Linked DNA regions of Mus musculus: regions 1, 2 and 4 are each linked to region 3. A link is a contact called in public Hi-C and HiChIP or PLAC-seq data. All regions are on one chromosome and are shown on one strand. The core of a region is the stretch at or near the end of the contact, and the rest is flanking DNA. Distances in the headings are between cores, read along the strand shown. Region 1 has its middle 39 kb from the start of Gm34633. Region 2 overlaps Polr3b (polymerase (RNA) III (DNA directed) polypeptide B). Region 3 overlaps Rfx4 (regulatory factor X, 4 (influences HLA class II expression)). Region 4 overlaps Polr3b (polymerase (RNA) III (DNA directed) polypeptide B).

Region 1 (5,606 bases), core at 2,992-5,491, 160 kb after region 3:
TTTGCAAGCATGATGACCTGAGGTTACAACTCCAGGCATGTATGTGTGTGTGCGTGTGTGTGTGTGTGTGTGTGTATGTGTGTAATTCCAGTGCCACCACAATGAGATGGGAGGTGGAAATAGGAAACTCTCTGGATGGTCCCAGGCCTAGCCTAGTATATATGCAGTGAACTAGAGACTCTGGGTCAAATAAGATGGAAGGTGAGAAGCAACACTGGAGGTTGCTCTATGATCTCCACACATGCACTGTAGAATGCATGCAGCTGCACACATGCACACACATGTGCACATACACACACACTTGCACACATGCATGCACACACACATGCACATACATGCACATGCATGCATGCATGCACATATACATGCTCACATGCACACATGCACATATATGCACAAATGCACACACATGCATATACATATACACATGCACATGCACACACACACATACACGTACATGCACACACATATATACACATGTATACACACAGATGAGGTAGAAAGTGATGAAGACATCTAACACTCACATCTGGCAGCCACACAAGCACATATGTGTGCATGTATACACACCACATAGACAAGCTCTGCTGTGTACACATTATATTCTCCCAGCTGCTTTTATGGAAAGCCCAACCCTGAGGGAAGAATTTTGGTTTAACACTGGAGCAGAGTTTGAACCTCAGGGATATAAAGCTTGAGCTAGCAGCCATATTTCTCCTAACTTCTCAGTCTTTCCTCAACTATGAGCTGGAGCCAGACACAACTGTTCAGGAGATGGAGAGTGTTTGATCCAAAAAACTCCAAGGCTAATCTGGGCAACATAGTGAGACCTTATTTCAAGTGGTAGTGGTGGTGGTGATGGTGATGGTGATGATGGTGGTGATGGTGATGATGATGATGGTGATGATGGTGGCAATGGTGATGTTGGTGGTGATGGTAGTGATGATGATGGTGGTGGTGAAGATGGTGATGATGGTGGTGGTGGTGGTGGTGGTAGTGTGAAGTGGGATAATACTCTCACATGATTAATAATATTGATGATGAAGTCTGTAAAACAACCAAATACAGAGAAAGCATACATAAATGGAAAGCACACTTTGATGTTTACTCTCAGATTTCCAGACAATCCCCATCACCATAATCCCCCTGCAGCTTACTGAAGCCATGGAATTGTCCTGAACATGGTACTACTTGGGTATCTAAAACACACTCCCTACATGAGGCTCCCTACCCAGTCTGTTTTGGAAAATGTGATCTTTGAGCTGCAGATCTGGGGCCTCAGGAGTTGTAGGTGTGGTGGGTCATCCCCAAGAGAGGAACATTGTGACTTCCAGGCTGTACAGTCTGCTTTGTGGGGACACTGTCCTTGCTGCCCCACAGAGCCACCATTCAGGCTCCATGCCCAGCTCTGCCAAGCTCCCAGGTAGTGAAGGTAGGCCCCTTCACTAGACTTCAGTGGCCACCCTGTGAAAAGAGCCCACTCTCCATCTGGTGCAGAACATTGCCCAGTCTCATTCACAGTGCCTGGAACATACCAAACTCTGGACATAGGGCTGCAAAGCAGCACTTCAGCACGAAGTCTCTCCTGTCACTTGCTGGCGGGTTCACACACACTGAGACCATACACTGTGGCTTGTGCCCCTGCCCCATGTCCTGTGTCTCCCCAGATGTCAGCTCATGTCATTCTGGAAGCCCTGTTCTCTTCACTTCTGCTCACCTGCCAAAGCAAAGCAAAGCAAAGCAAAGCAAAACAACAACAACAAAAACACAAAACAACTCTGGCCTGCAGGTGCCTGGCAGAGGCTGGGTAAGGCTATGCAGTGTCTGCGTCCTACTTTTTATCACCTCACAGGCTTGCTGGAGCCCACCATTGCTCCCATGGCAGCTCCAAGATCCCTTATATTCTCTAACCTGCTATGCTTAGCCAAGCCACAAGCCAGCTCCACTTACCCTGGCCCAGGTAGAAGGAATCCCTTTGCAGTCCCTGCCCAGAAGGCAGGAATACACAGGATTGAAGAGGCATGTTCCTCAGGACCCCAGGGAGTCCAGAGTACTGCATGCTCTGCTCTAGGGTCTGTGCAGTCCCTTCCCCAATCCTAACCTGTCATGACAATGCATGTCTGAGGCCTGAAGGGTGGCCCTGTGGAGCTGGCCACAGCTTGGATTCACAGCACTACTGGTGGTCACTGTGAAAGAAAGAAGGAGCAGCTGCCGGCTGGGGTTTCAAAAAGTGTTGGGTGCATAGTAGTTGCTCAATAATCACTCATTAAATTAAATGCACTTGAACATTTATCAATTTTCTAAGGAAATATTTTAGATTCATAGTGTGTGTGTGTGTGTGTGTGTGTGTGTGACAGGGTGGTAACGCAAGGAGAGGCATTGTAGGCTAAGCTTAAAAAAAACAACGAACAGAAAGTTCTTCTACATTAAAAGCGTTTCTTGGGGGCCATTGGGTCTTTAGTCTCAGCACTCCAGAGGCAGAGGTAGGTGGATCTCTGTGAGTTCAAGGCCAGCCTCGTCTACAGTGTGTTGCAGGACAGCCGTGGCTATGTAGAAAGAAGTATTCCTGGGTTTTAAGAGCTGGCTTGGGGCTGGAGAGATGGCTCAGTGGGTAAGAGCACCCAACTGCTCTTCCGAAGGTCCTGAGTTCAAATCCCAGCAACCACATGGTGGCTCACAACCATCCTTAATGAGATCTGACTCCCTCTTCTGGAGTGTCTGAAGACAGCTACAGTGTACTTACATATAATAAAAATAAAATAAATTAAAAAAAAAAAAGAGCTGGCTCAGGAGTTAAGAGTTCAAACAGCTCTTGCAGAGAGGCAGGGTTTGTTTTCCAGCAGCCTTGTTGATGAACTCACGACCTCTGTGACTCCAGCTCCCGAGGGTCTGAAGCCCTGCTCTAGCGCCCGAGGGAACCTACACACACGTGCGCATGCCCACACACAGATACAGCCACACACGCAATTAAAAAGAAAGTAAGTCTCTAAAAATATTATTTTTGCGCTGAATGTGATAGTCCATGCCTCTAATTCCAACACCTGGGAGTCTGAGGCAGGAGAATCAAAGTGATTTCAAGGCCAAAATGGGCTACATACAGTGAGTTCCAGATCAGCCTGAGCTATGGGTGAGACCCTGCCTCAAACAATAAAACAAATCTTTCACGAGAACTCTTTTTACTACAAACGGCTTTGGCTATCCTGTATTGTCTGACTGTCTGTAGGCATAAGTGCTAATTATTTTCTTATTTTAAAATTATCTTTCTGTAAAAAGCAATCGGCTTTTAGGCTTACAGTTTTAGTCTAAAAGAAGGACAGTTTGTATAGTACCTGGTCACAGCTGCATAAACGTTTTCTTTAAAACTTCACACTCTTTGCTTCTTTAAAACTGAGGGTAGGGGGTTGTTAGGAAACAGTGTGTCAACAGTTTCTTTCTTACAAAAAAAAAAAAATCGGTTGGATTGCCTGTTGTATAGGCAGTGTCTTTTGTTTAAAAAAAAAAAAAAGTTTTAACTCCACAGTGGAAAAACTAACATTGTCACTAGGATATGACGAAACCATGGAGAAGAACTAGAGATCTCGAGGCTCGGCAGAATGGCCGGCGGCATCTGGTCCCAGGCCCTTTCTCAACAGCCTTGTATGCCCTATTCAGAACGATTGTTGGCATGATGTAGACAAATTGACGCAAATTAGTTTAGCACGGGCTAGGCAAAGTTTAAGCTTGTTGAGCAACACACGTGGACCACATAGCAACAGCTCCCAACCCTGTGCACAAGTGCTGGATGCGAAGTTGGCCAGGACCCTGCTCAGCCAGAATGAAAGCGAATTGCAAATCACTGGTCAGGCCTCGGAAAGAAGACAAGGGGAGGGGGCAGGAAGCTGGCAGTGGAGACCGGAGCCCCCACACTGACCCTGAAGGCCCGGGTACAGAAAAAAATGTCTCCTGAAAGTGCCGCTGGCTATGCCTAACCCCCTCTCCCCCCAGCCTCCGGTTATTTCACAGCCACAAATCCTCAAAGGACTGGCCCCAAAGATTAAGGGGATTCCGCCACTTTCCTCTTTACTTTGGATTCAGATATTTCAAGACAATTCCTTTGGGGCTAGTGTCACACAGACCACCTAGAGGGACTTTCTAATTGTATTTACAGTAATTTAATTACACCAGGGACAGCTTCAGAAGGCAGGATTTACCAAGATCGATACTGTGGGTGCCGCTGGTAGGGTTTCGGATCTGTTAAATCAACAGGAAGAAGAAGGGGGGGGCACTTCAGAGCGTAGAAACCTTTGTAGATTTCCTTTTGGGGAGCACGGCTGGGTGGGTGGGTGATGGAGACGTTTGCCTGGGGTCAACAGCGTTCACGCTTTTGTTCACATTACTCTAGATTCTGTGCGTGAATTCTGCCCGCCTGCTCCCCACCCCCGCTTGCACCGCAGACAGGGCACCAGAAGTCAGCCTGCATTTAGTTCAACTATCTCTGGGTCTTGGGACTTGGTGAGCAGTTTCTCTCCAGCAGCAGAACTGAGTGGGAAACAGAAAGACACTTATTTGCATCCTCCTTCTTTTGAATTGTCATTTTCCAAACAAACAAACAAACAAAAACAAAACAAAACAAAAAGCTTTTACACAAAACATTAAAAAAATTTCCAATGTACCTATATGTAAAAAAAAAAATGCCGTAAATATTAAATCATTAAAAAGCAGGTGATCTGCATGCAATTCTGCTTTTAGATTGTTTGAGTAACTGGTCAGGTAAACTTGATGGCTGCTGCCTTTCCTTCTGGAGGGGTCTCGGCCTTCCCTTTTGAAATGGGAGGGAAGAGCCTGCCTTGATCCGGAGCTGGTCGGGGACTAAAAGCAGCACGCGCTTCTACTGCCCTCTAGCAGTCTGCCTGGGTTTATTAGCATCTAGATCTTTCTGAGGCACTCCAAGCGGGTCTCGGTGGAGGGGTGACAGCAGGAACACTAACTTCACTGGATATGTGCACATCTTCTAAGCTCTTAAATACATTCCGAGCAACGGGAATAAATATACAAACAAACACTTATGCGCTGAAAAAAAGTAGTCACGAAGATAATATACAGGGCATGATAGTTGAGGAGCGAATGGGAACCCTAGGGAGGAAAGAGAGGGAACGACCATGGTCAAAGCACAGGATACATGCACCTATACCTTAATAAAATCAGTATTGGGTAGAACGAATAAGAAACACGTTAAAAAAGAATGCTAGGGAACATTAAGAAGAATAGTTAAATAATCATATGCAATTTGACCTGGAACTATTTCTTTTTTTAAAATTAAACTATTTTATTTATTTACATTCCAAATGTTGCCCCCGCTTCCTGGTCTCCCCTCCCGAGTTCTTCACCCTCCTCTTTGCCTCTGAGAGAGTACTCTTCCACCCACCCACACCCTCCCTCACCCACACCTCCCCTTCCCCCATGATCCCCCTTCCTTAGGGCATCAAGTCTCTACAGGATTAGGCACATCCTCTCCCACTGAGGCCAGACAAGGCAGTCCTCTGCTACATATGTGCAGGGGGCTTGGACCAGCCCGTGTATGCTCTTTGGTTGGTGGTTTAGTCTCTGGGAGCTCCCAGGTGTCTGGG
Region 2 (6,147 bases), core at 1,098-3,597, 250 kb before region 3:
AGCAATTCATCAGTTGAGGGTCTGTCTTCCCAGTGTGTAAACTTGACAACAAAACTAACCAGGGCAATAGACCAGTCATATACTCTCTGTCTTAAAAGGGTGTATCAGCTTCGGTTTCTTTTTGTAAAACTGTGCCTGATACTGTCATCAGTTCAAAGAGCAATGCCAGCAGCCCATCGAATTAAGATTGTTGGTTCCTGCAGTGATGATCCTAGGCACTTACCTGTAGTCTGAGGATTTGGGAGGTGGGAGGGCCAGTTCAGGGCCAATCTGTACTGGTACTCTGGCCCTCAGGCGCTCCTGGCCCTCACCTACTTGCATTGGGTATGGAAGAGGTGGTGAGCTTTTCTTGTTTCCCTTGGGCAGGTGGCTACTTCATTGTTAAAGGAGTGGAAAAAGTCATTCTTATCCAAGAGCAGCTGTCCAAGAACAGGATCATTGTGGAGGCCGACAGGAAAGGAGCCGTTGGAGCCTCAGTTACCAGGTATGGGAAACAGGTGGGGTTTTTCCAAATACTCATCATTTTAGCATAGTGGGTGGTTGCCATCTCATGTGAAGAGGGTGGTATTTCTCTCCATAGCAGGCAGTGTGTGTACAATTCATTGTGGATGCGTCTATAAACACAGTATTGGTTTTAAGATTTCAGCAAGGGAAATGTGCAACAGCGTTTGGAAGGGCACTAGTTAATTTAAGTTGTGTTCTTTATTAAGTTATAGCAGTAAAGAAACTTCAAGGAAAAAGACAAACAAGGCACTTTTCAGAGTTTTCATACTCGTTTTCAGGTTTTTGTAAGCAAGGACTGACTGTTCCATGTATAATATTGAATGAGCTGTACCGTGGACTTGTTGGTGTACCGTGTTAGCTGCCCAGCCTGGCTTTTTTCCCAGTGTGCCCATAATCTAAGCAGTGGCAGCCTGTAGGGCTCTTACAACTTCTATTCTCATGTGATTTGAAACCTGAGGACTGTGAGGACGGGAAATTATAGCATAGGTGAGACATGGCATGCAGTAGTTAATCTTGTGGTGGCCTGAGATGAACCTGTTAACACAGAGTTCCACAGGTTTCTTTCTAGTGGAGAGGCAGTTAGCAATGATGGCCTTTAATCAAAGACTTAGTAGAAACCAGTCATTTTCTTTGGTACATCATGGTTTTGTTTGTTTGTTTGTTCTGATTTTTCAGGACAGGGTTTCACTATATAACAGCCTTGACTATCCTGGAACTTGCTTTTAGACCAGGCTGACCTCAGACTCACAGATCTGTCTGCCTCTGAGACTCTGGAGTAGGTAGTCATGTAACTTCTAGATTTCATCGCCCATGATTTAGAGGGGCCCTCAGTAGGTGTTGTCATGTGTGTCACATGGCAACAGTGGAGTGGGCAGTTAATATCTGCCACTGTTGTGGTTGAATAGAGCTTTTGGAGTGCTTTCTAGTCTGTTAGGAATCTCAGAACAGAGACGCCTATAGAACGAGCTAAATTAGGGTAACTTTACCTTTCATTCTGTGCCAGTACTGTGGTTAACTTTTCTCGATTACTAATTTTAAAATTTTCTTCTTAGAAAGTGGCCTGGGCCATTTTGAGATTGAAAATAAGTAATCATGAATCTCAGTAACTCAGGTGGAATAACTGTGAGTTGTGTTCCAAGCCGGACAGAGGCACGTGGCTGTAGTCCTAGCACTGGCTCTGAGGAGGCAGGAGGAGGAGCAGGAGTTCAAGGCCAGCCAGCGAACCAGGCACACAGGGCAAAGGAAGGCGAATTAGGTCAAAGGAGGAAACCTTCTCATCCATCCACAAAATTCCCACCATAATCTTGAAAATGACATGAAATAGTTGTAGTGTTTTTAAGTGTTCCCAGAAGAAAAGGAAGGAAGGGAGGGAGGGAGGGAGGGAGGGAGGGAGGGAGGGAGGGAGGGAGGGAGGAGGGAGTGTATCTTTAGAGCTAATGAATTAGAGACAGTTTTATTTGCTGAGCAGCTGTGCCTGACTAGATAACTAGCATTGCTGTTGAAGTTCCTGGGGAGGGGTGCAGCTTAACTCGTGTCTGTTTACTTACAGCTCCACCCATGAGAAGAAAAGCAGAACCAACATGGCCGTGAAACAGGGTCGATTCTATCTGAGGCACAACACCCTGTCTGAAGATATCCCCATTGTCATCATATTTAAGGTAAAGCTGCAGCTCTCTTACTGAAAACTACACAGAATTCCTCTGGTTTGGTTTCTATATTAATCAAAATGTTTATCACATTTTATCTATTTTTTGTGCCTTCATGTAAGTGTTGACATGTATGTATGTGTGAATGTGCACAGTGTATGTGTGGAGGCCACAGGGCAATCTGTAGAAGTCAGTTCTTCCACCATGTGGATTCCAGATGAACTCATCAGGCCTGACAGTAGCACCTTTACCCGCCCAGCTATCTCACCAGACCTAGTGTTCTTTCATACATAATTAGCATTTTGGTAGGTAGTGATGAGTAAGCCTTTCTCTACCCTCTCCCTAACCAGACAGTGCTACCAAACACCACCCTATTACTGTCTCCCATGAGTCTTTCAGGAGCTAGTTTGCATATTCATGAATAGAAATAGATCTGTTTTGTTGATGCATGCAGTGCACATTATTTTACACTTAGCTCTTTTTTGGCTTTGTAACTCACATCTTGGATGTGCCTGATCGTTGTACATGCAAACGTGACTCTGACAAAAGTAAAAGAAGGAAGAAAGGGTTTATTTTGGTTCACAGTTAATCATGGCAGGAAAATTAAAATGGCAGAAGCCTGAAGCAGCTGGTCACATTGCATCCATGGTCAGGGAACAGAAGGATAGATGTGTTTGCTCAGTTCACTTCCTCCTTTTCATGAAGTCTGAGATCACAGCCCAGGGAATGACATCACCTAGAGTGGCTGTGTCTTGCCACCTCAGTAGTCTAATCAAGACGGTCCCCCAGCATGTCCAGAAGCCTGTCTCCGGGTAGCTTCTAAGTCCCATCAAGTTGTGTGTCGGGACAGACTGTGCATGGCCATGAGAGCCCTTGATGTTACAAACGTGCCCTGACATGTCACAGGGACATCTGTAGGCTCTATCCAGGACATTCTAGATCTGTTCATTCTTATAGACTTCTAGATTCTCTTGTCTCTAAATAAACTGGTATCTTTACTATACAACTAGATGCTTAAAAGTTTGTTCGAAGTGTTGGCTTAGAACCTGAAAAGCAGTTTCCTGTAGAAATGCTGAATTGATGCTGTTCTCGGAGAGCTCCTGTGGCCACTTACCATGTGTGAGGTGTACATGTGTATAGCGTGGAGCTTGATGACTAGCTTGGCTGATCAAGAGCCCAGATGGTCTCAGGAGGCTCAGCACAGCATGCCAAATGATCCTAGACACTAGCACTGCTCGGTGGCCGCCCTTCCGGTTCACTTTAGGACTTAGCATTCCTGAGCCATAGTTGCTTTATAGTAGAAATCCCTTCTATCAGCAGGCAGAAATCTCCAGCAGTGGCAGTAAGCTGGTTAAAACGGAAAATCATTTGGGGTAACAAGAGACTGAGCCTCTACTAAAGAAAGATGTTCCCAGAGAGCATGAGAGTCAGGGAATCCGACTTCAAGTCTGGTTTGTAGTTTCCGATGGGCTCTGCCCTTGGTCATTCTCAGGTATGGACTGGATGCTGACTAGACAGGTTCTTTAACTTGAGAAATAACTGTATTTGAGATGCAGTCATATGAAAGTGATTCTGTGGGATATTTTTTATGTTTAGCTTAATATGCTTCTGAGTTTTAGAAAGGATTGAGTCATTAATTTTCTTTACCAGGTGACAGTGATAGTCAGAGGACCATTTCATCAGTAGTCCAGAGAGTCTCACACATGTCTGCTGTCTTCCTTTCTTTGAAGTTTGGATGTTCACGCACAGAAGGAATTGTGTGTGTGTTTGTGTGTGTGTGTGTGTGTGTGTGTGTGTGTGTGTGTGTATTATAATATAACAAGTCTGTGTGATGGCTTTTCTTAGAGGAATCCTACAGCTCCCAAAGTGTCTCATGTACATACACAATGATGGAGAAATGTTATTTGCCAGCTTCGAATTATATCTTCAGCAGAGGGCAGTATGTCTCCATGTATCCATGGGACTTTTTTTTTCCCCCAAAGTTTTTGAATGTGAATAGCATTTCTGTTTTTAGACTAAGAGTGTTAATTACACAGAAAGTATATGATCTTTTTACCATGTGTAATGAGATGCATACATGGATTAAAAATCTGGAAAGCTTTTAACATTCCTTTTTTTATCTACATGACCAAAGTTTAATAAAACAATTTCTCCTGTTACAGATTTGTTTAATATTTATGTTGAAAATATAAACAGATATAGCTGACTTAAATTCTATCTAAAAAAAAAAGAAAGGCTATGAGTTAACAGTTTGTCGTTTTTATGATGTAGCCAGTTGAAAAATGAAGAGACGCTCTAAAGGGTGAAGCTTGTTTCTGTTATACAGCTCTTTTTCTTGTGACTTGTAATGAACGTAACAACTTATTTGTATTTTACTTACAGTAGACGATGGCTTCTGTCTGCACCTTCATCGTTAGGGATTTTTATGTGTGTAATTTATTTTTCAGTTTCCTAAAGTAGGATTTTAGGTATATTTTTCTTTTTTTTTTTTCAACTCAGGTGTTTTCAGTCTTAGACACATGCTGAGACTTTGAAATGTGGTCATTATTAATGTACTTTCCAAAAATGTGTTTATTAATTGATAGGACAAGCAGTGTCTAACGTTTAAGATAAGCATTTAACCCCCTTTTCTTTTGATCGCATACAGTTGTCACTCTGGGTCTCCCCTTCAGGAGTGTTCAGTCCACTGCTGAAAACTTGTGTTTTTATCACCTCTCACATCTCTCCCTGGGTGGCAGCGCAGGGTCCTGGAGAGTTTACAGACACACAGAGTAGCCTAAATCTCTGCTTCTCCACTTAGTAGCTATGTGATCTTGGGCAGAATTCTCTACCTCTCTGAGTCCTGAGTAACTCATCTTTCAAGAGAAAACTCACCTCTGAAGCCCAAATGAAATCACGTGTTCCCAGGATAGAAGGCTTTTCTCTTTGCTCAGCCTTCCTTACCCACTTTTGTCAGAGCTGAGGAAAATAAACTGGGGCTCTAGGAGAAGCACGTCGTTTCCCCTTGTGTGTGGTGTGGCCCTAACCCAGCCGTTGACAGTCATTAGGACACGATTGTAACCAACAATTGGCTAAAAGCAGCAAAAGTGGCAGGGTTTCCCGATGCCCTGGTGAGTCTGAGTCTGACCATTTGGGCTTGTGAGGCCTGGAGCAGCCGTATTTATGGGTCTGAATCACCGCCTAGGTTCTCCTGCCCGTGAATCTTCCCCTTTCCCATTTTATGTCACAAGCTTTCAGCACTGGCACTGCAGTGGCATCTGTAGCCCCAAAGGATCTTGGGAGCGAGGCTTTGTTTCTAGGATACCAACTTCTATGGGTGCTTTTTGTCTTTAAAGAGAAACAACTGCAGATTTAAAGGAGTCATCGATGTTCCCTTATCTACCAGGACTGCTGCTAGCAATAAATAATTTCAGCTACTTTACAGAAAACCAGAGCTTGGCTGTATTTCTTAGTCGCCTTCATCAGAATCCTTACACAGTGTATATCAGTGTCTCTCCATAGGTTCAAGTCATTCTCCCATGCTCACTAGTGTTTTCTTTTTCCTACCTTTAAAAGTTATACTTTGTCTATGTTTGAGAACAGTTTCATGCTACTTTTTTTTTTAAGATTTATTTATTTATTATATGTAAGTACACTATAGCTGTCTTCAGACACACCAGAAGAGGGAGTCAGATCTCATTACGGAAGGTTGTGAGCCACCATGTGGTTGCTGGGATTTGAACTCAGGACCTTTGGAAGAGCAGTCTGGTGCTCTTACCTGTTGAGCCATCTCACCAGCCCATCATGCCACTTTCTAACTGACCATGTGACCATTGGTGACTTTCAGACAAACATTATCTCGGCCATTTTTCCCTAAGGTTATTATTGTACAGCATTTTCTCCTGACTTATTTATTAGTGGGAATGATGAGGTTTCAGGAGTACAAAGAGTTCCACGGAATGCTACTTTTCAGGTGCCTAAATTATGTCTGTAAAGCAAAATGGGTGGGCATTTTGTT
Region 3 (5,351 bases), core at 330-2,829:
ACTTGAAAACAAATAATTACACTTATTTGTGTATGTGTGTGCACATGCACATGTTTGAGTATGGATGTGTGTGCATTTGTGGGACGGTCAGAGGCAAAGTGTGGTAGTTGATTCTCTGCTGCTACCATGTGAGTTTCGGGGATTAACCTCGAGCTGTCAAGGTTAGTGGCAAGTGCCTTTCTTACTTAGTTATATAGCCAGACTCAAACCAAAAACCATGTTTTTAAAGGAACCCCAAATAGGGGCTGAAAATGTAACTTAAGTGGTAAAGGGGTTCCTTGGTTAGCATTCATGATGTCTTGGTTCAGTTCCTAGCATAAACTTTGAATGTTGGCACACCTCTGTAATCACAGAACTCAAGAGGTGGGAGGCAGGATCATAAGTTCACGGTCATCCTGTGCAACCTAGTAAGCTTGAGGCTAGCCTGGGCTACAGAAGACTTTGCTCAACAACACTGACAACAAACCTAGCACCTACACCAGGCAGCTCACAACCTGTAACTCCCACTCCAAGGGATACATTACCCTCTTCTGGTGGACACACGTGCCCACGTGCACACACACACTCACAATTACAAGTAAAGTTCAACAACAAACCCAAAGCAGATAGCAAGAAAAAAAAAATCAATGGATGTGAAATAAGCAAACTTTGGCTAACAAAGTTTCCTATCCCTACCCCCAACCTTAAGTGAAATTGCATGTGACCTAGTTACTTTGTTGGATCTCAGACATATTCTGAGTATCACTGACCCAATGATGTATTATTAGGTTTGACCTCAGAGTCAAGGCCAGCCAGATGAGCCTTTTCATCGAGCTACCGTCTCCTATTGGATGGACACTTCCTAGCATAAAGTATTAGTCCCTGGCATATAACCCTGTGGCATCCTCTGACAGCTGGGAAAGACAGCTGCACAGTTATAACTCTCAAGGACGACAGTTTCTCTACTTAATCATGTCCATGTCTCAGTCCATGTCCATGCAGACATATTTGTAAATATGTTCTCTTAAGACAGTGCTATCAGTTTTAAACAAGTGGAGGAGGTAAGGAAAAGATAGGAACAGGCACCGAAACCTGAGGCTGCTCAAAGCCAGACTAGAGTGGTTTACTAAAGCTGCCTTTGGGCAACACATGGTGAGAGACCAGTTACAGGACTCCACAACCACAGATTTTCACCAGGTAAAACCTGGCATTTGTCATCTGCCCACCCGGAACTTTGGGAACTTTGCCGGCCTGCCCCCTCCCTCCTGGTCAGGCAAAGTTCAGAAACTTAGGGGAAAGGAGCTTTTTTTCTCCCTCGTGGACCTAGTAGGTGGTGTCAAATGGATCAGTCTATTTAACATGACATTGGGCTGCAATTCTTTAATGTCATTTAAAACAAAATGTTAAGCTCAGACTCTGTCTGGGCGGGCCACCACAGGGCTCTAAAAGCCCCATTTATGATGTCATTGTAAGTGTTCCCGCTTTGGCACTGACAATAAAAAGTTAATTATTAAGCTAGTGTTTTCAGCTTCCCACCCAGGTTCCCTGCAACACAAACCCAGCACATCCAATCACTGGGAAGTTCGGATGCCTGATGAAACAGGGGGATTCCTCCCAAATGGCCCTGACTGTAGAACATCTGGCCTGCCCAGCTGCACTTTCTCTGCAGCAGCTGAGGCTGTCACAAAGATAACTGACCCCGAGACTCTCCCAGTAACAAAAGCTCAGCCACACTGAGGCGGACTAAGCCAAGCAGCTACCAATGGTGGGCACTGGTTGGTGACTCATTTACAGTGACTTCCTCCCCACTCCGTCATAGCTCCTTCCTCCTCTTTAAAGGAACAGAATTAGGAGAAATGAATCAGGACAGGAAAAAATAAGATCGTTTCAGGCATGCTTTGATTTCACTTGATCCATCACACAGACCTTTCCCTCCGTTTGCTATTCAATTGTTACTGTGCTAAGCGCAGATTCTGTGTTTCGCCTGCGCCCAGCCTTGGAGGTACAGAAGTGGAGACAAGACAAAACAGATACAGTCACTGCCGTTGGTGGTACTTAGCTTCAGTGGGTAAGAGTTAATGTAGAACTAAACGGCCAGGTAAATATGTAACTCCGGATGGCCATAAGAGGTGTGAGTGGAAAGAATAATGAGGTATGGAAAAAGTGTAACCCGGAGACTGCCCAGCTTGGTGGACAGTGATGTCTGTCACAGAAATGGCCAACCACAAGGAGCTGACTATGTAGGAGTTGGGGAGGGCCAACAAGGACATCGTGCGCACAGGCCCTAGGCAGAAAGAGCCTGGTGTATTAAGGACTGGCTGTGGTGTGTAAGGAACAGGCACCAAGAGAGAAAGCCATCATGCCCTTCTGGGAATGGGTTCATTTGTTGCCCTGGTCAGTTTGGTCTGTCTGATGCTGAGCATGGAGCTATTAGTATTATTAGTGCAGCAACATAAAACAGACCAGGCTTCCCATGCCAGTGGGCACGCTCCTTAAACACAGCTATCCCCAGCCTGAGGTGGCCATGGATGCGTACTGATAGAGGGAGAGGCAGATCTACACACACAATCTTTTTTTGTTGTTGTTTTTTTGTTTGTTTTTTTGTTTTTTGAGACAGGGTTTCTCTGTATTTCCCTGGCTGTCCTGGAACTCACTCTGTAGACCAGGCTGGCCTCGAACTCAGAAATCCGCCTGTCTCTGCCTCCTGAGTGCTGGGATTAAAGGCGTGCGTCACCACGTACACACACAATCTTTCTGTCTCAGTCTTGAAGGTTATAAGAAAGGTATTGTTAAGGATCTCAGAAAACAACACTATCCAAATAGAACTTTTTTTGATTATAGTAGTTAAAAACAAACATAAACAAAACAAACTCCAAAATTTGTCCGTCAGGGCTAGAGAGATGACTCAAGCGTTAAGAACACTGGATGCTCTTCCAGAGAATCTGGGTTTGGTTCCCAGCCCCACATGACATTCTCTAACTCCAGTCCCTATGCATAAAACTCGTGGCCAAACAAAATATCCACACGCGGTTTATACAAGCTTTAAACTAAAATCCAAGCTGTCCGACACAGTAAGCGCTAACCACCATTGCAGCCAGTTCAAATAAGGACCTGAACTTGTCACTGCATTTAATTTCCATAACTGAAGTCTGAACAGCTGCAGGTGGCTGGTGGCTGGGGCCAGGGGCAGCGAGTTCTAGATTCTCCCCCTGTTCACCAGAGTTTATTCCTGAGAAATCGAAAGCAAAGGCTTAGGTGAGATGTTCAGGTAGGGGAAAGGCTTATCCAAAATCCGAAGAAGGTATATAGCTGGACAGTTGGGGAAGTCGGGCCAGTTTACACAAGTAGCCAGCAGGATCTCACTACTTCTGGGGGGCGGGTGTTACTCTGGGGTAGGGTGCTTGCTTAGGATGTGGCTTCAATCCCCAGCACAACTTTATTTTAAGCAGGATATATGACAGGAAGCAATGCGTTACAGACCTTTGCTTCTTGGGGCTCAGTCCGTGGACCGACGCCATTGTCATTTTTGAGACTCTTACTACAGTAAATGTCCTGCTGCTGACCCGGGGCTCAGGGTCTGCATTTTACTATCTCCAGAGATCTCCAGTGGCAAGTATGGTTGGTTGCCTTGGAAAAGCTCTGGAGCGGGGGCAGTCTGCACTCAACATCCAGCTATGCACCTAACCTGAGCGAGTTCCTTCACTTTTTAGGACTCAGTCCCCTCATGACAAAGGATGCTGGCAAGTCTGGTTGTGGTGGTAACATGTCCCAGTACTTGGGATTGAATTTGAGGCTGAGGCTGAAGAAAGGAAGTCCCTGTGTTCAAGGCCAGTCCAGGATAGGAGACCCTGTCTCTCAGCAAAGGAAAACAACACAGAAAAGGGAGGCCCCCACAACCCTGCTGGGGAGATTTAACCGAGACAGTGTGGGGAAAGAGACATGGTTGCGTTCTGGTTTCTGTTGGAAGAACATTCACTAATTCAAGAAATTTTTGACTGTCTTTCTTTTCCAAGCGTACTCTGTCCTGTGCTTGCAAACCCCATAGAAAATGAAAACCACCTTGAGGAAGAATGTTCTTTTGGGGATGGGGAGAAAATGATCCCTTATTGCAGTTTCAACACTATAAAGCAGCCATCAAGTGCCCTTTAATAAAGGGGACTTTTAAAGACTCCTGACGGACCAGGAGCCCAGCCACTGCACCATCCTCAGACCTTGGAACGCACTGGGGTTGTGTGAATGGCGTGAAGCTGGAGAAACAGATGGAAATATGGGAATTAGCAAATGGGGAAGTCCCGTTGTTGTTTAACCTACACATCCAAGAGCATTTGGGCCCCTGTCAGCTTTCGCTTTATTAGTGTCCCTTAAAGCCATTGAGGCAGCGCTTCTCACTGGAGGTCCCCCACCCAGGAGCTGGGATCTGAGATGTTCTCTCTGCTCCCCAGGCAGAAACTGCTTCTCACCCAAGCCAGTAGGTGTTAATCTGCTTAAGGCTGCCTGAGTGGATGCATTAGATTGCTGGCACATGGCCATTTGGAGGTTTTGTTCCCTGGACCACAGGGGCCCATTTTCCCAGGGGCTCTACTAGCTTTTTGTTTGATAATGGCTATTCCTGCCAGCCTGGGCTCCGTCAAAAACAAATTCAATGGAATCAAAATTTACTGAACACCTACTACTTAGCAGGCCCTATGTTGGGGCCACAGTACAGTTGCTGGGTTCCAGGGGTTCAAACCAAAGTTACACTTCTGCTGCATCCCCTCAGGTGATGGAGATCCCCTGAGGTCTACCTACTGCTTGCAGTGGTAGGGGTGGTGGTGGTGGAGTAGGGGTGGGAAGGGAACCTCTGTCTTTCTTGATTGTCCTTTAAATAGCCACAGACCTAGGCCACTCCCCTTAGGTCCCAGGGCTTGAAGGGTTAAGTACTTGCTTGTTGTGACTGGCTCATTATTCAAATCCCACCCCCTCCCATTACAATTCTGGTAGTAAATCTATTTATATTTTATGTATTCTGACAGAAGCACTTTGCATTCATTATAGAAAAACACAGAACAAAACAAAAAAAATTTAAAAATTGCCAACCTTCCCACCCAGAAATAATCCATTTTGATAAAAAGGGAAAATTTTTACATTGTAAGAGTTCTATAATCTCCTCAATTTTTGTGGGCTTGTGTGTGTCTGTGTGTGTGTGTGTGTGTGTTTATGTGTGTGTGTATGTGTGTGTGTGTGTGTAGGTTCTATATGTGAGTACATGATCATGCGTGTTTAGGTGCATTTATACATTCATGCACATGTGGCCAGAGGGGTGTGTTGTTCTTTACCTTGTTTTTTAAGAAAGGTCTCTCTCTGACCCTGGAGCTCGCTGACCAATGAGCTCC
Region 4 (5,356 bases), core at 1,177-3,676, 160 kb before region 3:
TACAGGGGCAGCTCACTGATAGACGCTGACAGGCGGGTCCTGAGGACACCACCTCTCCTATATAAAAGGCTTCTTGTCCATCAGGCTGTAAGTGCCTCAGTAGTGGGTACTAAATGTTTTTGTTGGTCATGTTGCAGAGAATAATACAATACAGAGATACCCCGAGCATATGGGGGTGTTGAGTCAGCAGGAAACTCACCCAGCAGTGAGGCACCTCAGTTCCCAATGATCTGACTTCTCAGAACAGTGTATAAGCAAGTATTTTCCCTTAGGAAGAGAACCTTCTAGAAATGTATAGTTCATGGACTCCAGTTGCATACTTCTAAACTACAAGGACTGCCTTGCATCACTCCTGACTTTGCATGCACCCATGTTCCTTTAGTTTTCTGAGCCATCAGTCTGTGCCTGACAGCGATGGGAGGGGAAGCGTAGCAGGCCCTTGTGCAGGCCTTCGTTCCTGTCCCTCTGATGCATGTTGACTTGGGTTTCAGGTGCCACTACTGCAAATCTTCGTGCCACGTGTCCTCCCTCCGCATCCCGTATGCCTGCAAGCTGCTCTTCCAGGAGTTACAGTCCATGAACATCATCCCCAGGCTGAAACTGGCCAAGTACAACGAGTAAGGCTGTGCGGTGCTCACGAGGGTGCAGTCGGCCGACGGCCTGTACAGCCTGAGGCAGGGGGCTCTCGGTGACTTCTGTGCTCATTCTGCTTCACGGAGGAGGCAGAGGAGGAGGAGGAAGAAGAGGAAGAAGGAGAGGAGGAGGAAGAGAATGAAGGAGAGGAGGAAGAGGAGCAGCAGCAGCAGCTGTCTGAGGTCCAGAGGCTGGCTTGACACCCTTGATCTGGAGCCTGAAGCCATAGGAGGTGCTGGGCCCCGCACAGCACTGAGTGGAGTCACACACAGATGGACACAAGCTAGAGAGAGTACCAACGCCTATTAATTTTGTTGTTTGTTTGTTTGTGTTGAGTGGGAGTCTCACTCTATCCCAGGTGGGATTTGAACTCACCTCAATTCTCCTGCCTTTGTCTCCCACAAGTGCTGGAATCATGGATATGAGCCAAGCATATCTGGTTTGTTTATGTTATTATGTTTTAAACTGTACTTGTTAGAAAAACCTTCTTCCTTTAAATTTCCTCTGAGGTCTTCTAGCTAACAGAATCCTGGGTTCTCATCAGATGTGGAGGAGGTAAAGAATTGTTTGAATTGGGACTGAGAAGTTAGCTCAGTCAAGGGCCTGTTGCATAAGTATGACCTGAGTTCACCCCCCAACAACCCATGTAAGGGCTGGGTGTGGCACCTAGCACCCCTGTAAAAGTCAGATACTGAGGGGGTGGGGGTGGGGAGCAGACAGACTGACCCCTGGCGCTTTCTGACCAGCTGGCATAACCAGTCAGTGCAATTCAGGTTCAATGAGGGACCCCTGTGTCAAGGGCTAGTGTGAACAGTGACTGAGGAGGACCCCAGTGTCCCTCTGGCCTCCACACACACATCCAAAGAATGGGTAGATGTGTGGGCACAACTTTTGCTGAGGTGGGAAGAAGTAAACTTTCTCTCAGAGGACAGCAAGTGACATTTGTGACTCTGAAAGACCAGCAGTCACAGTCTGCTGTCACATTGTGAGTCAGAGCTTGCTCAGACATCGATCTTGATGGAATGTGATCTGTGAAGTCTACCTTTTAAGACTCTCCTCCTACTTCTTTTGAACCTGCAGGATACCTAGGTCTAATCCATGGGCCCCTGGTCACTCATTTCCTACCTTTCCATTGCTACCAGAAAGTTAGCTGTCCACTCTCTCAGTTTGTTCTTAACTGTTGTGCCCTGGCTCCAGATAAATGTTTATATGGAGAAGTGTTCAGAGAGAGAGTGTGCCCCAGCAGCATTGAGTGTGCGGATGAGGCTGAGGAGGGAGTGCGAGGACTTTGCAGATCTCACTCCAGGCTCATCCGGATGAGTCACGACTTAAAGACTCAACCCTGTTTGTTTTCTTCACAATAAAGATGTGGCAGTCAGAACGGTACTCAGTCTGAGAGGTGATGTGAGTGGGCAGCCTTCCGTGCATCTTCAGAGACTCATGGGCATTGTGAGTCAGAGGAGGCGTCCACATCCTCCCTGCAGGGTTGGTCATCCCTTACCAGATCTGCCACCCCCGCTGTCCTTACTGACGGGCCTCCGGATTACTGTACTGAGGTGTGTGTGTGTGTCCTTGTGCCGTGTGCCTGTTGGGCCGTCAGAAGGACCTTTTTCTTAGGTGACCTTGCCTGAGTCTACCAAATCCATCAACGGTTGATAACCCTGCAGCCCCAGGCCCTTCACATCATTCAAGGAGCAAGGCAGTGTTCTGGGTACAGGCAGCAGGACATCTGCTCAGCACTCTGTACGATGCCCTATGTTGGAGGTTCCAGGAACAGGGTGTGTATGTTCTTGGTGGAACACAGTCCAGGAGAGGTGGCCCCAGCCTGTGGTCAGACCACAGGAACACCCACGAACACTGACATACACTCAAGATCTTTAAGCACTTCTCTGGGTGATTAGCTACCTATCACAACTGAAGAAACTGAGGCAGAGTAGCCAAGCCCCAACCACAACCCCACCCCGCACAACACTACCACAAGGGGGCAAGAGCTACAAAACCTCGGGCCTGTGTGGCTTAATCCATGGTTCGACGACAGTGGTCCTTCTTAGAAATTCAGATTCCACTGAGTGTTGAGTTTCCTGTAGATGAACAGTTTCAGCCATCCCAGGCAGTTGTGATCATCTGGAGAGTTAGCACCTGTCACTGTCTTCAGACACACCAGAGGAGGGAGTCAAATCTCCTTATAGATGGTAGTGAGCCACCATGTGGTTGCTGGGAATTGAACTCAGGACCTCTGGAAGAGCAGTCAGTGTTCTTAACCTTTGAGCCATCTCTCCAGCCCAGCACCTCTGATAGAGGAATTCACAGTTCTTCACATGCAAATCACTTACGAGCCATTGGATCTAAACCAAGATGTCAGGAAAGGGAGCAGCTAGGTAGTTTTGAAACTAGCAGAGACCACACTTGAATAGCTGTATGTCTATGAACTTTAGTGGAAGGACACAGTGGGAGCGGGGATGCAGCTCAGTGGTGGGTCACTCGCCTAGTACCCCAGTTCTGTGCCCAGCACTTACACCAAAAAGGCCACAATTCCCTAATCTATGGCAGGTATGTTTTTTATAAGTTATTCTAAGTCCATTGCTTTAACAACTACCAATTAGATCCTATTTATAGTAAGGGTGGGTAATTCTGACAGGCAATCTGTGACGTTTTTCCCTGAAGGATTTTAATGGATGTGGAGTGACATAGGGTGAAGTTCTCACCCACCGTTATGGTGGGTGACACTTCAGCAGAGTCAACGGGCTGCAAAGACAGAGTCTCAGCTGTTGCCAAGGCACCCAACTGGACAGGCTGACATGCCACGCAGGAAGAAAGCCTGCCGAGTCCCTTGGGGGTTCCACTGTCCCCTGGATGGGTTAGCTCTGGCTGCTCTGAGCCACAGGAGGGTGGCTCAGATGATAGATGTGTTTCCTTAGTTACCAAAGTTCAGAGTCCACCCCAGTCTGCAGGATGCTGTCTGTCAGCCCACCCCCGATGAGCCCTCAGGTGGCTTTTCTTTGGTGCACCCCCATAAGGACTCCTGTCCCACTGGCTTAGCATTCCACCCGTCTGCTATCACTATTCCTTAAAGTATCTGTTCTCAGAATTCAGCACACAGACAGGGCTTCAGCGTCCAAAAGCTGAGGAAACTGCCCGGCCCTTTGTACCTCGCAAAGTGTTCCAAATAGTTCATCACAGCACAGGTAGAAATGTGGGAAACGCCTAGACACCAAAGCAACAATCCTAGATGTGTAGCCAGTGGGAAGTGGGGTGTGGTGTGTAGGAGTGGGTTGTATGTGTGTGGGTTTGTGAGTGTGTGGTCAGAGTACACCAAATGTATCCAGCTGCTATGTCACAGCCCCTGGTTTTACAAAACCCCTGCCCAGTAACAATACTGTAAGTTACAGTATGTTCCCGCAGTAGAATACCAGGTGGTGAAGAAAAGGATTTGCTACTGCATGTAAAGTTATCAGTCCTCTCACGGGAGAGCCCCCATAGATTACATATTTCATTGGTTCTTTGTGGCCTTTGGTGGTACCTCATGCAGTCCAGTCAGGCCTCAAACACTATGTAGCCATGAGTGACCTTGACTTGGGATCCTCCAGCTTTGACCTCTTCGGTGCTGCCATTGCAGTGCAGCCCCCATGCCTGGCTCCTGCGGTGCTCGCTGCAGGCTACGCAGGCATACTACCAACTGAGCCATGTTCCTAGGCTTTTTTGGTGTCTCTCAAATTTAGAATTAGGCAGAATCGGTCTAAGACATGAAGCCATCATGGCGGTTCCCTGGGCAGTGGTGGCTGAGCAGGAGGTGCTTCCGAGGTCCTGTTGGTGGTGCGCATTGTTTGTTTGTTTGGTAGTTTCTTGAGTTATATATTCAGGGGCTGCATCCCTGTGTCCACTTCTCCCCCTCCCTCAGGATAGCTGGGACCTTGTATACCGGACTGGCCTGGAGGGTGGGAGGGAGTCTTGGCCGGGGCCTTGGTCCAAAGTGGGTGCATAGGTGAAGAACACACACACACACACACACACACACACACACACACATACACACACCCGGAACAGCTTCAGAGAACTGATTGGGTTTATTGGGGGAGGAAAGGGGCAGGTATTTATGGCCCTGGGGAGGTGGCCAGGGACTCTGGGGCAGGGTTTGTGCGGCCCTGTACAATTGGCCAGGATGCGGGTGTTGGAAGATGCCTTATCTACATACTCGGGGGCTAGGGGATCTGAGGGGGAAAACAAGGCCAAACAAGGAGTGAGGCCTGATAACTTCAGCATAATAATTCTTAACGGGGTTGATGGTGGGGCAGGTGCCAGGTTGGGAGAGGGGAGGGGGTGGGGAGCCAATGCCTGCCTTCCTTATATGAGGTATCCAGGGATGGAGCTCTCCTCAGCCCTTCTCCCTGTGTGTATCCGTTAAGGTCCCACAAGGGACCAGAGAGATGGCTCAGCAGTCAAGATTCCCATCACCCACATTGGGGGGCTCACAACAACCTGTAACCCCAGCTCAAGTGACCCAGCGCCCTCTTCTGGCCTCTATGGGCACTGCATCCGTGTGCACATAAACAAGCACCAAAAGTAATAATCTTTTAAAACTGCCTCACATAATTTTTGCATTGGGTTTATGCTATTCTTTAATATTGTTTTAAATCCACCAGGTAACCAAGCTGTTGAGGATACATGCTCAGCCTCATGGCTATGATGTGATCTCAAATTGTCTTTGATTCTAGGGTTTTCCCAT

Evidence for each region. Hi-C and Micro-C count contacts between places; a contact is called where the count stands out from the background. HiChIP or PLAC-seq counts read pairs in DNA pulled down with a chosen protein or histone mark.
Region 1: a contact with region 3 is called in a Hi-C map of liver, with 2.4 times the contacts expected there. The contact joins two enhancer-like sites. A contact is called at or near these places in 3 of 484 Hi-C or Micro-C datasets (Sertoli cells, liver and nephron progenitors) and 4 of 115 datasets of contacts at active chromatin or transcription factors (bone marrow-derived macrophages, embryonic hindbrain, embryonic stem cells and 1 more).
Region 2: a contact with region 3 is called in an H3K4me3 HiChIP or PLAC-seq map of bone marrow-derived macrophages, with 2.9 times the contacts expected there. The contact joins two enhancer-like sites. A contact is called at or near these places in 5 of 484 Hi-C or Micro-C datasets (the HPC-7 cell line, embryonic stem cells, nephron progenitors and 1 more), 4 of 115 datasets of contacts at active chromatin or transcription factors (bone marrow-derived macrophages, memory CD8 T cells and stem cell-derived neural progenitor cells) and 1 of 9 other capture datasets (liver).
Region 4: a FOXA1 HiChIP or PLAC-seq map of pancreatic cancer cells shows a contact between it and region 3. The contact joins two enhancer-like sites. A contact is called at or near these places in 1 of 15 datasets of contacts at CTCF or cohesin (CD8 T cells), 1 of 484 Hi-C or Micro-C datasets (olfactory sensory neurons) and 2 of 115 datasets of contacts at active chromatin or transcription factors (bone marrow-derived macrophages and pancreatic cancer cells).

Annotation. Positions count from the first base shown.
Region 1 is chr10:85,040,645-85,046,250 of GRCm38.p6, forward strand. No RefSeq gene overlaps it. Among named protein-coding and RNA genes, the nearest start is that of Gm34633, 39 kb to the left of the region's middle. Within about 2 kb of position 4,242, at least 52 of the 459 cell types and tissues checked have an H3K27ac peak or open chromatin away from gene starts, as enhancers often do. A contact at or near this core is called in liver, where this site is marked.
Region 2 is chr10:84,637,689-84,643,835 of GRCm38.p6, forward strand. Polr3b (polymerase (RNA) III (DNA directed) polypeptide B) reads left to right here. Exons shown (of 28, transcript NM_027423.2): 8 at 367-484; 9 at 2,054-2,162. Among named protein-coding and RNA genes, the nearest start is that of Gm17249, 18 kb to the left of the region's middle. Within about 2 kb of position 2,348, at least 19 of the 459 cell types and tissues checked have an H3K27ac peak or open chromatin away from gene starts, as enhancers often do. A contact at or near this core is called in bone marrow-derived macrophages, where this site is marked.
Region 3 is chr10:84,884,827-84,890,177 of GRCm38.p6, forward strand. All of the region lies in intron 15 of Rfx4 (regulatory factor X, 4 (influences HLA class II expression)), which reads left to right. Among named protein-coding and RNA genes, the nearest start is that of Gm40728, 24 kb to the left of the region's middle. Within about 2 kb of position 1,580, at least 72 of the 459 cell types and tissues checked have an H3K27ac peak or open chromatin away from gene starts, as enhancers often do. A contact at or near this core is called in bone marrow-derived macrophages, liver and pancreatic cancer cells, where this site is marked.
Region 4 is chr10:84,725,160-84,730,515 of GRCm38.p6, forward strand. It overlaps Polr3b (polymerase (RNA) III (DNA directed) polypeptide B), which reads left to right. Exons shown (of 28, transcript NM_027423.2): 28 at 492-2,019. The coding sequence ends at 621. Among named protein-coding and RNA genes, the nearest start is that of Rfx4, 28 kb to the right of the region's middle. Within about 2 kb of position 2,427, at least 43 of the 459 cell types and tissues checked have an H3K27ac peak or open chromatin away from gene starts, as enhancers often do. A contact at or near this core is called in pancreatic cancer cells, where this site is marked.